Regions from separate parts of the Zea mays genome. Here region 2 is linked to region 1. The links are chromatin contacts, called in public Hi-C maps. All regions are on one chromosome and are shown on one strand. The core of a region is the stretch at or near the end of the contact, and the rest is flanking DNA. Distances in the headings are between cores, read along the strand shown. Region 1 holds the start of LOC100273265 (Calcium-dependent lipid-binding (CaLB domain) family protein). Region 2 has its middle 46 kb from the start of LOC103645223.

Region 1 (4,359 bases), core at 1,342-3,841:
GAGCAGTTTGCTGCATTAGCAGCATTATCCCAAAATCCAGGCCAAGTTCGTGATGATGCCCTCTTGGATTTCTATAACAAGTGGCAGCATGAATACTTGGTAAGATACATGACTGCTTATACTTTATCTGTTACTGATAAATGTTTTTATGAACTAATATAGCACGCAAGTTCTTGGAGAAAAAAAATGTAGCACACAAATTAAGTGGATGCCTGTTGTTTATTTTGCTCTGATAGGTTGTAAGCAAGTGGTTTGCTCTTCAAGCTACTTCAGAGATTCCTGGAAATGTTGCAAATGTTCAGAAGCTGCTGTCTCACCCTGCTTTCGACCTGAGGAATCCCAACAAGGTTGGTGGTGCCATGTGCTTAAATTTTCATGTGGACCTTGAGCACCTGACTAAGATTTGCTAAAAAAAACTCAGGTGTACTCACTAATCGGGGGATTCTGTGGCTCACCTGTGAACTTCCACGCGAAAGATGGTTCTGGGTACAAGTTCTTGGGTGAGATCGTTTTGCAGCTTGACAAGATAAACCCTCAGGTTAATGTCAAGAACTTGTTCTCCTGTAGTCTGGGCCACGCTCAAGTGTTAGGAGAATTACTATTATTAGCTAATGCGGTTTGTTCCTGGGTGTGAAATCAGGTGGCCTCCCGCATGGTTTCAGCATTTTCTCGGTGGAGGCGGTACGACAAGACCAGACAAGCTCTTGCTAAGGTGACGTGTTCGTCTGCAGTCTTTGTAGAGTCCAATTGATCGAGCATTTTTTTTTTCAGAAAAGAAAGAAGAAGATAGTGCAATAGTAGTAACACTAACACCTTGCTTCATTTATGGCACAGGCCCAGCTGGAGATGATCGTGTCGGCCAATGGGCTCTCCGAAAACGTGTTCGAGATTGCTTCAAAAAGCTTGGCGGATTAGCTTGGGCAGTTCCGAGGAATTGCGAGTGGGAGTGCTTAACTGAATCTCTCTTTTGTTGGTAAAATGACAAGTAGAGATAATAAACAGGCGGGCCGAATTTGCATGAACTGATAAAATATAAGTGTGATGATGCCCGCTTTGTGGGGGGCTTTGGAGCATGCATGCGCGCTCGTCTGTTGGAATGGAACTGCTGTTTTTTTTTTTTTACGTTCTCCGCTCAGCGGACCGCTGTGGGGCAGAAAACATCTGAAGCACGACGGCTGCTCTCTGTCTCTGTTTCTCTCTCGAACTCGCGGTTTGGTTATCAGTCGGTCCTGTGGAACCCTTGGCTTCGACAAAGCTGGAAAAGTTTGGAGCTTTCCAGTCATGCCAGGTTCTTCTAGCACACTCCAGCAAGTAGGAGCAAGTGTTCTTTTTGGCTGGTTTGTTGGCACCGTATTTCTTTTGGTTTCTTAAGTTTTCTAACAAAATATTTATTATTGGTAGATTTTGTTGAACTGTAGATGCACAGAGTCAGGCATGTGAAGTGAATTGACAGCATTGGTTGGGGATCGGAGCTACATGCCGAAACCGATTGGACCTCTGGTGGTGGGGTAGGAATTGGATGAGATGGGGGCGGCGGAAACGAAAGGTTTCGTGAGTCGTGATGATGATGGTGTGTGCATGGTACTCCAGCGGTCCTGCCCACCAGCGGAAAAAGGAGAAAGCTTGCGCGTCGAAACCGTGTGGGCGTGTGGTGGCCGCCACCGCCATGCCTCACGGCATCTCTCTGATCTTCGGTAGTGGCCACTGGCCAGTGGAAGCATCAGCACTGGATCCGGAGAGCATAAAGCATGAGTGCTACTCCTGTCCAATAGCAGGCTAGATCATAATCCCTATGTCCCTTGACTCTGGTTTTCGCGTGATGCTGTACTAAGCCGGTGATTGGAGGAGTCTTTAGGAGAATAGATTGTCCTATCCACACATACCGGCAAACATCCTTGATTGGAGGAGTGTGACTGAGGTAGTCAGGTAGAGGCCCTGTTTAGTAAGAACATCTCCAAGAGTTCCCCATAATTCTTTCAAATCAAGTTTTTTTTGAAAAAACACAAAAAATTGTCTCCAACAGTTTCTGTAAAGTGCTCCTAACTTTTTCATAGCACTTAAAGCTCTCATTTGTAGCTATAAATGTGTTTTTTTGGATTCCACAGAAACAATCTGTCGTTTTAAAAGATCTATTAGAGAAATGTTTAAAATCTACCCACACTAATTTTTTAGATGTCCATTAAAACTGATTTTCAGGAGTTATTTGCTGGGAAGCTCCTCTAACCAAGCAGAATATCATCTAAGGCGTGTATGGAGTAAAGTACAGCCATTTTTTTGGGATAGTCAATGAACTTAGCCGCTAAGAAAATATATATTTATATTTATTTATGGCAGTATTTAGGGAGGAAAGAAAGAAGAAATAGACTCCCATGCAGTTGTCCGTTCAAATGCAACGTCCAGAGAAGAAACCGATGAGCAGCGAGCCAGCCATCCTTTTCTAGTCAAGCATCGTCAGCGTCGCAACCGTCCGTCCGTCCGTCCCAACAAGGCCAGCCGCCACCTCCCCAGCTGACAGGTGAGCCCCACCCCACATCTCCCGCCACACTATTTATACCTTCCCTCCCGTTGGCATCCTCCCACTCGCTCACCATCAGCGATCCTTCTCTCTTGAGTGTCCTCCCATCTCATCCAATCCATCCCCGCCACCACAGGCAAAGGCAACCCAAAAGGAGCCGCCATGGGCTCCCGCTACGAGGTGGAGGTGACGGTGGGGTCGGCGAGCAACCTGAAGAACGTCAACTGGCGCAACGGCGACCTCCGGCCCTACGCCGTGCTGTGGGTGGACGACGGGCCCAAGTGCTCCACCCGCGTCGACCCCGACAACGGCGAGGACCCCGTGTGGGACGAGAAGGTGGTGGTCCCCGTCCCGCCCGCCTCCGCCGCGCGCCTGGGCGACGCCGTCCTCCACATCGACGTCGTCCACGCCGCCGGCGACGACGCCGACGCCGTCAAGCCGCTCGTGGGCTCCGCGCGCCTCCCGCTCCGCGACGTCCTCGATGACGCCGGCGGCGTCGGCGGCGCCAGGGTCTCGCGCACGCTCAGGCTGAAGCGGCCCTCGGGCCGCCCGCAGGGCCGGCTCGAGGCCCGCGTCGCCGTCCGCGAGGCCGCGCCGCCGCCGCGCTACTACGACCCGAACCCGTACCCGGCGCCCGCGTACGGGAACCCCGGCGCCGCCCGCGACCCGTACTACGCGGCGCCGCCGGCGTACGGCGGACAGCCGCCGTACGCCGCGCCGCCGGTGGGGTACCCGGCCGACGCTCCTCCTCCCTACGGCGGTGGTTATGGCTACGGAGCTGCTGCTCCGACGGCGTACGGCGCTGAGGCTGCTCCACTACCTGCCCAGCAGCAGAAGAGCAGCAAGATGGGGATGGGGACGGGGCTGGCCGTGGGCGCCGCGGCGGGGCTGCTGGGCGGCCTCGCGCTGGCGGAAGGGGCGAGCTACGTGGAGGACAAGTTCGAGGATCGCGTCGCCGAGAGGGTGGAGGAGGAGACGTTCGGCGACGGAGATTACGATGACGATTACTAGAATGAAGCAGGTCGGAGAGGAGATCATGATCATGCATACGGAACCGAAATCCAGGCAACAAGTCGAAGTCGAGTAGCTCAAATGTATTCAAATAATAAGTGAGATCACCCCAGTCGAGAAAAAAAATCAAAACTTGAACCATGGCAATATATGTTAATCGCCAACCATTTGATCGAGTACTTGGTTTGATTGTCCAATTCGAACCGTATCTTGCTTTCCATGTCGTACGTGGGCGCCTATATATATTTTTTGCAGTATGAACAGAAAAGAAAAGAAAAAGATGTCAGTGAAGCGGCAAGGCCGTACCCTTGCTAAGAAGATCCATGGCAGTCAACGATAGCCTATTTGATTGAGTTCTACAACTTCTATACCTTCGAAGAGATGCCTTTAATCCGAAGCGTGGAAGACGGTCAAACAATCGAGCGTTCAATGCTTTGAAGCTTAACGAAACACTCGACGCCTCAACTGAGAGCTAGCTTTCACAAAAGCGAAACAAAGCAAAGCACAGCAATAATGCAAATGAAACAGTGGTTCAGCTGCTACTGGGTGATTGGGGTGTTTTTGGATGCACGAACGAAGGTGGCCACATTTTCAATACTCATTGTCAGCTGCTGCAGCCTGTAGGTACGACTGCGACGCTACACGCACACTACCACGAATTCTAGAAACACTTTATGGATCTATTTCTTATTCTCTCTTCCTTTTTCTTCTTTTTGATATAAGAAGAGTGTTCGAATTTGTCTGTGGAAGCACCTTGATTGGGCCTGCTATGTTCGAGTTGGGCCAGGTTAGGATGTAAGTGGACCAGGATGCATGCGTCCTCCGCTCCTGCC
Region 2 (4,550 bases), core at 1,099-3,598, 420 kb after region 1:
CAAACCTACATTCTTATTTCTCCAAGAATTCGTTAGTCCACAAATGGTTGTCATTAATTACTAAAACATCACTTAGGGGCCTAGATGCTTCACAGCACTGTTGTGGGTCTTCTCCTGCCTCCACAGGTTTGTCGTCAAAGACAAAGTTGTCCTCCACACCACCATTGATGATGAGGATATTGGGGAAGTGGAGTGATTCTGGCATCACATGCTAGGTGATCGTGGCCATAGGCTTAGTGACCGCGGCAGATGTTAGCCTAGTCTTAAGTGACTCCAGAGTCTTGGAGCGATATGTCTCGCATGAGCACGAGTTCATGCGAGACACTGTGTCTTAGATGTCGATGGAGCTCCACCATCTAGCCGTGCATCCTTCTTTGGGTGGTGGTGGTGGTGAGCCCCAATTAGAGCCCGGCCAGAGGGTCTCCTTCCTTCTTGTTGACTTCTGGACGATGTGGCTGGAGATGTGCATGTTGGAGGTCCTAGCGGTCCTTTAGTGGAGGGTGATTTTCTGATTGGTGCTCCCTTCTCCTCCGACTGATCTGAGTCTAGATCCGAGTCGGGGAAGTAGAGAGTGGAGTGTGCCACATCGAAGATGTCATGGTTCTCGTCTAGGGCGGAGGTGTTGACATAGATCTATGATCGGGTGATGAGGTGATGATCCGGTGTAGTTTGATTATTGTCTTGGACGCTTGAAACCAGAGATGAGTCGATGCAGTTCATGGTGACGCAGCCTTTGGTTGTGGCGTAGTTGTAGTCGTCGCTGGAGCTATTGTGGACTTAAGTAAATGGCCCTATCGGATCGAGGCAACAACCATCTGTCCCTTGGACTTTTTCTCCGCATCAGCGATGCGGTGCAGAGTTCCACTTTGATCAGCAATAGAAGAGATCGATCCAAAATGAAACATCTCACCAACTATGAAGTTGACGGCGTCGGTGAATATGATGGCCATGGAGCTAACTGATGTTGATGTCGCCTCCCCTACCTCGTGCGCCAGCTGTCGATGTTTAGTACCGGTAACACACTATGGGGTATACCATGTAGTGCTTTTTGTGGTTTGGCGAGATCGACTACAACTTGATGGTTCATGCGCAGCATGATGGAACATGAGGGTTTATACAGGTTCGAGTCACCGTGTAATACCCTACGTCATGTGCTCTGTGAATATGATATTGATGTGAGTTTGAGGTTACAAGATAGAATACTGGTTTAGACTATGGGGGTGAGGAATCATTTAGTAGGCGTGCCTATCCCACCTTATATAGGTGACGAGATCATGCTTTACATGTTTACACTTATCGCTATCTACACATACGGAATTTTGTTCTGGTTCGCGGATGACGCTGCATGCATGGTGATCTTGTTCCGACTTACGTACGACATAGAATACTGCTTCGGCCTCGTCTGCAACGATCGCTGCAGTGCCTTGGTACTCAAGCAAGGCTTCTATAGTTCTCAGGTCTGAGTTAGTCGGCCAACCCGTGCGTTTAATTTTATGGCCCATTCAGGCCTTTAACGGTCCATGAACTTTAATCCACGCTGTGCGGACCAGTGATTTCTATCCCACAAAATTGTGGCCCAACGCGTCGGTTGGATCTGACCACGTGAGTTCCAATGTGACCAGTATCGTTCAGACCTGTCTGTCGGCAGCCCAATCGATCGGTCAACCGAGCCAACCCGTGTTGCGATTGTCTCGGTCGGTACCGACCGCCTGAGTCACCACGTCAGAGTTGGTACCAACCCGTATTGCACTGGCCTAATTACCAAGCGGGCCAACTACATTTGCAAAATAAAAATAAGGGAGTGTTTGGGACTACTTTACTTTTAAAAAACCTGTTCGGTTTCGAAAACATCAAGCCAAAGACCGAGACAAGTAGTAGTTTATTCATAAAGCGGCAAAAAGGGTGCTTCACAAACGTTATTCTCGTAGAGCAGCAACAAGTAGTAGTTTATTGTGTCCCATATTTGTAATGATACTATTTTATAATGTTCATAAGAATTGTGGATTATAGTATTAGTATGTCGTATAAACATTATTATTATTATTATTATTATTATTATTATATAGTGTACTGTTACTTTTTTTAATTAAGGTTTTATAAAAACATGTAAGCAAAACAGTTACATATATCATTTAAAGGTACAAGGGATACTTCTAAACAAAATTTTATTTTAGTAAAGCTGAAGTTGGTATGCAAGCCAAACACTTCTAAGAAATATGCAACTTTAAAGTTCATGAAGTAGAGTTTTTTTTTTTATTGAAGTCGAGTGGTGCCAAACACCTGAATAGTATAATTGCAAAGCATGCTGCTAGTAGGCCTATCCGTACGCAAACGAAGTTCTAGAGCTAAAGAGGGAAGAGGCAGCCGTCAGATGGGCTGGAACTTGCGATGGGCCTGACAGGAGCCCAGGCCTCATTATTTACTGGGTCCGCGAGCCAGCAGCAACTCCAGCAAAACAAGTTCTTTTTTCTAGTTGTTTTATTTCATAATATGCCAAGAGAAGAGAGTAGTAGGTGTTGCCGTGCCCGTGTTAATGGGGAGGAGAGACAGACGCACACGCCTATGGATCGCATCGCCAATCAACCAATCGATGAAGCGATCCGAGCCATCAGGTAAGTTGATCAAGGATCAACTGAAAGTTTCAGGTCACCTCAGGGATCTGCTAGGTGCTATTATTATACTACCTCCTATCCATTTTCAAATATTTGTCGTCTACTAATTTAACGTTAGACTAAGATGCGATAAATAAAAAAGAACGGGAAGTATTTATTTATTAGCTCTGATCTTTTGGCAAGGAAATCATCTGATGTGAAGCCACATGCATATATAGGATCCGATATACAGTATTATTAGTCTCTACTCCTATAAAGCATTAGGGTTCTACTGTTCCACTGTCATTATATGTCATCAAGTAACATGGGTTGTTACTTCCTAATTGGACAGGAAGGAAAACACCTAAGACTAACAACGTTATGAAATTGTATGTAAGACAACGCTTGTCGGGTACCATAATTAGGGGTACCCCAACGCTCCTAATCATGGCTGGTAAACACCCTCAGACCCACTGACGGGTGCGGTTCAAGCCAAGACTTCGTCTACCCGAGGGACGCGATCTCACCCGAGCCCAGCCTCGGGTTGGAACAGTAGTCCCAGACGAGTTCACGCCTCGCCCGAGGGCCTCCTCAGGCAGCGGGCGCCCCCTCGGCACACCCAAGGCCCGGCTCGGGCAGGCTTCGTTGTGAAGCAACCTTGGCCAGACCACCTCACCAACCGACCGCTTCGCATCCACATTAAATGCAGGGGATGCCTGACGCCGTATCCTGACACACGCGCCTCAGTCGGCCAGGCCGAAGTGACCGCAGTCACTTCGCCCCTCTTCTTTACTGTCTGATATGACAGGAAAACAGCGCCGCTCGCTCCGCTCCGACTGCCGTGTCAGCCACCCCGGCAACGACTGACAACAAGTCACGATCAACCACCGAGTTTAGCCTCGGGCGCAACAGGAAGCTCCGCCTCGCCCGACCTCATGCTTCGGCTTCGGGAGGAGGTCTCCGCCTCGCCCGACCTCAGGCTCCGGCCTCGGGAGGAGGTCTCCGCCTCGCCCGACCCCCGGACTCGGCCTCGACCCCGGTCTCAGGAGGAATCGCGTCCTCGCCCGACCCCGGCCTCGGCCTCAAGAGAAGTCTCCGCCTCGACCGACCCTAGGCTCGGACCGACCGCGCTAACAGGGGATACAACATTTCCCTATTCCTAGCCTGCTCAGGCTAGGAAGAACAAGATCGACGTCCCATCCGGCTTACCCCGGCGACGGGTAATGATGGTGCCCCGCGTGCGCCATGACGCCGGTGGCTCTCAGCCCCTTACGACAGCAAGGAGACGTCAGCAGGATCCTCGCCGCGCCGCCAGCTGTGCTCCTACAGGACTCAGGCGCTCCTCTGGCGGCCACGCCATCACATGTACAGGGCCCAAGCTCTCCCCCGACAGCCACGTTGGCATGTAGACAGGGCTTAGGCACTCCACTGCCGGACGCGTTAGCGCATAGCTACGCCCCCCGTTGTACGTCTGGACTCTCTCCTTGCCTCTATAAAAGGGAGATCCAGGGCCACCCTGAGGGGGGTTCGCGCGAGGGAAGCGACGGACGAGCTCTGTGTCCCTCTCTCTCTCACGCGACGCGCTTGTAACCCCTACTGCGAGCGGCACCCCTGGTGCAGGATAATACAAGGCTTGTCCCACCTCTTGTCTTTCATCCCGCGCCAACCCATCTGGGCAGGGACACGCAGCGATTTCACTGGTCGGTCCAAGGGACCCCCCCCCCCCCGGGTCCGAGACGCCGACAGTTGGCGCGCCAGGTAGCGGCCTGCTGTGTGTTAACGAACACCTTCCCATTGAGATCCAGATGGGGAGTCTTCAGCAACCTCTCCAGCCCGGGATGGTGCTCCGCTTCGGGAGTCTCGAGTTCATGTCCCTCGACGGCAGCTACGACATGGTACTCCTCCCCCCGCGGCGTGACGACAACGACGGTCTTCGACTCGCCCGGCGGCGGCGAGCTC

The links. A called contact is a pair of places that touch in the nucleus more often than the background predicts.
Region 2: a Hi-C map of ear shows a contact between it and region 1, with 2.8 times the contacts expected there. The contact joins the enhancer-like site here to the promoter of LOC100273265 in region 1. A contact is called at or near these places in 2 of 25 Hi-C or Micro-C datasets (ear and tassel).

The regions. Positions count from the first base shown.
Region 1 is chr1:207,277,920-207,282,278 of Zm-B73-REFERENCE-NAM-5.0, forward strand. LOC100273265 (Calcium-dependent lipid-binding (CaLB domain) family protein) reads left to right here and starts at 2,592. Exons shown (of 1, transcript NM_001147706.1): 1 at 2,592-3,701. The coding sequence starts at 2,678. The coding sequence ends at 3,526. It overlaps LOC100280242, which reads left to right. Exons shown (of 33, transcript NM_001153171.1): 29 at 1-99; 30 at 237-347; 31 at 422-538; 32 at 641-712; 33 at 835-1,072. The coding sequence ends at 915.
Region 2 is chr1:207,693,238-207,697,787 of Zm-B73-REFERENCE-NAM-5.0, forward strand. No RefSeq gene overlaps it. Among protein-coding and RNA genes, the nearest start is that of LOC103645223, 46 kb to the right of the region's middle. Within about 2 kb of position 2,349, at least 17 of the 20 cell types and tissues checked have an H3K27ac peak or open chromatin away from gene starts, as enhancers often do. A contact at or near this core is called in ear and tassel, where this site is marked.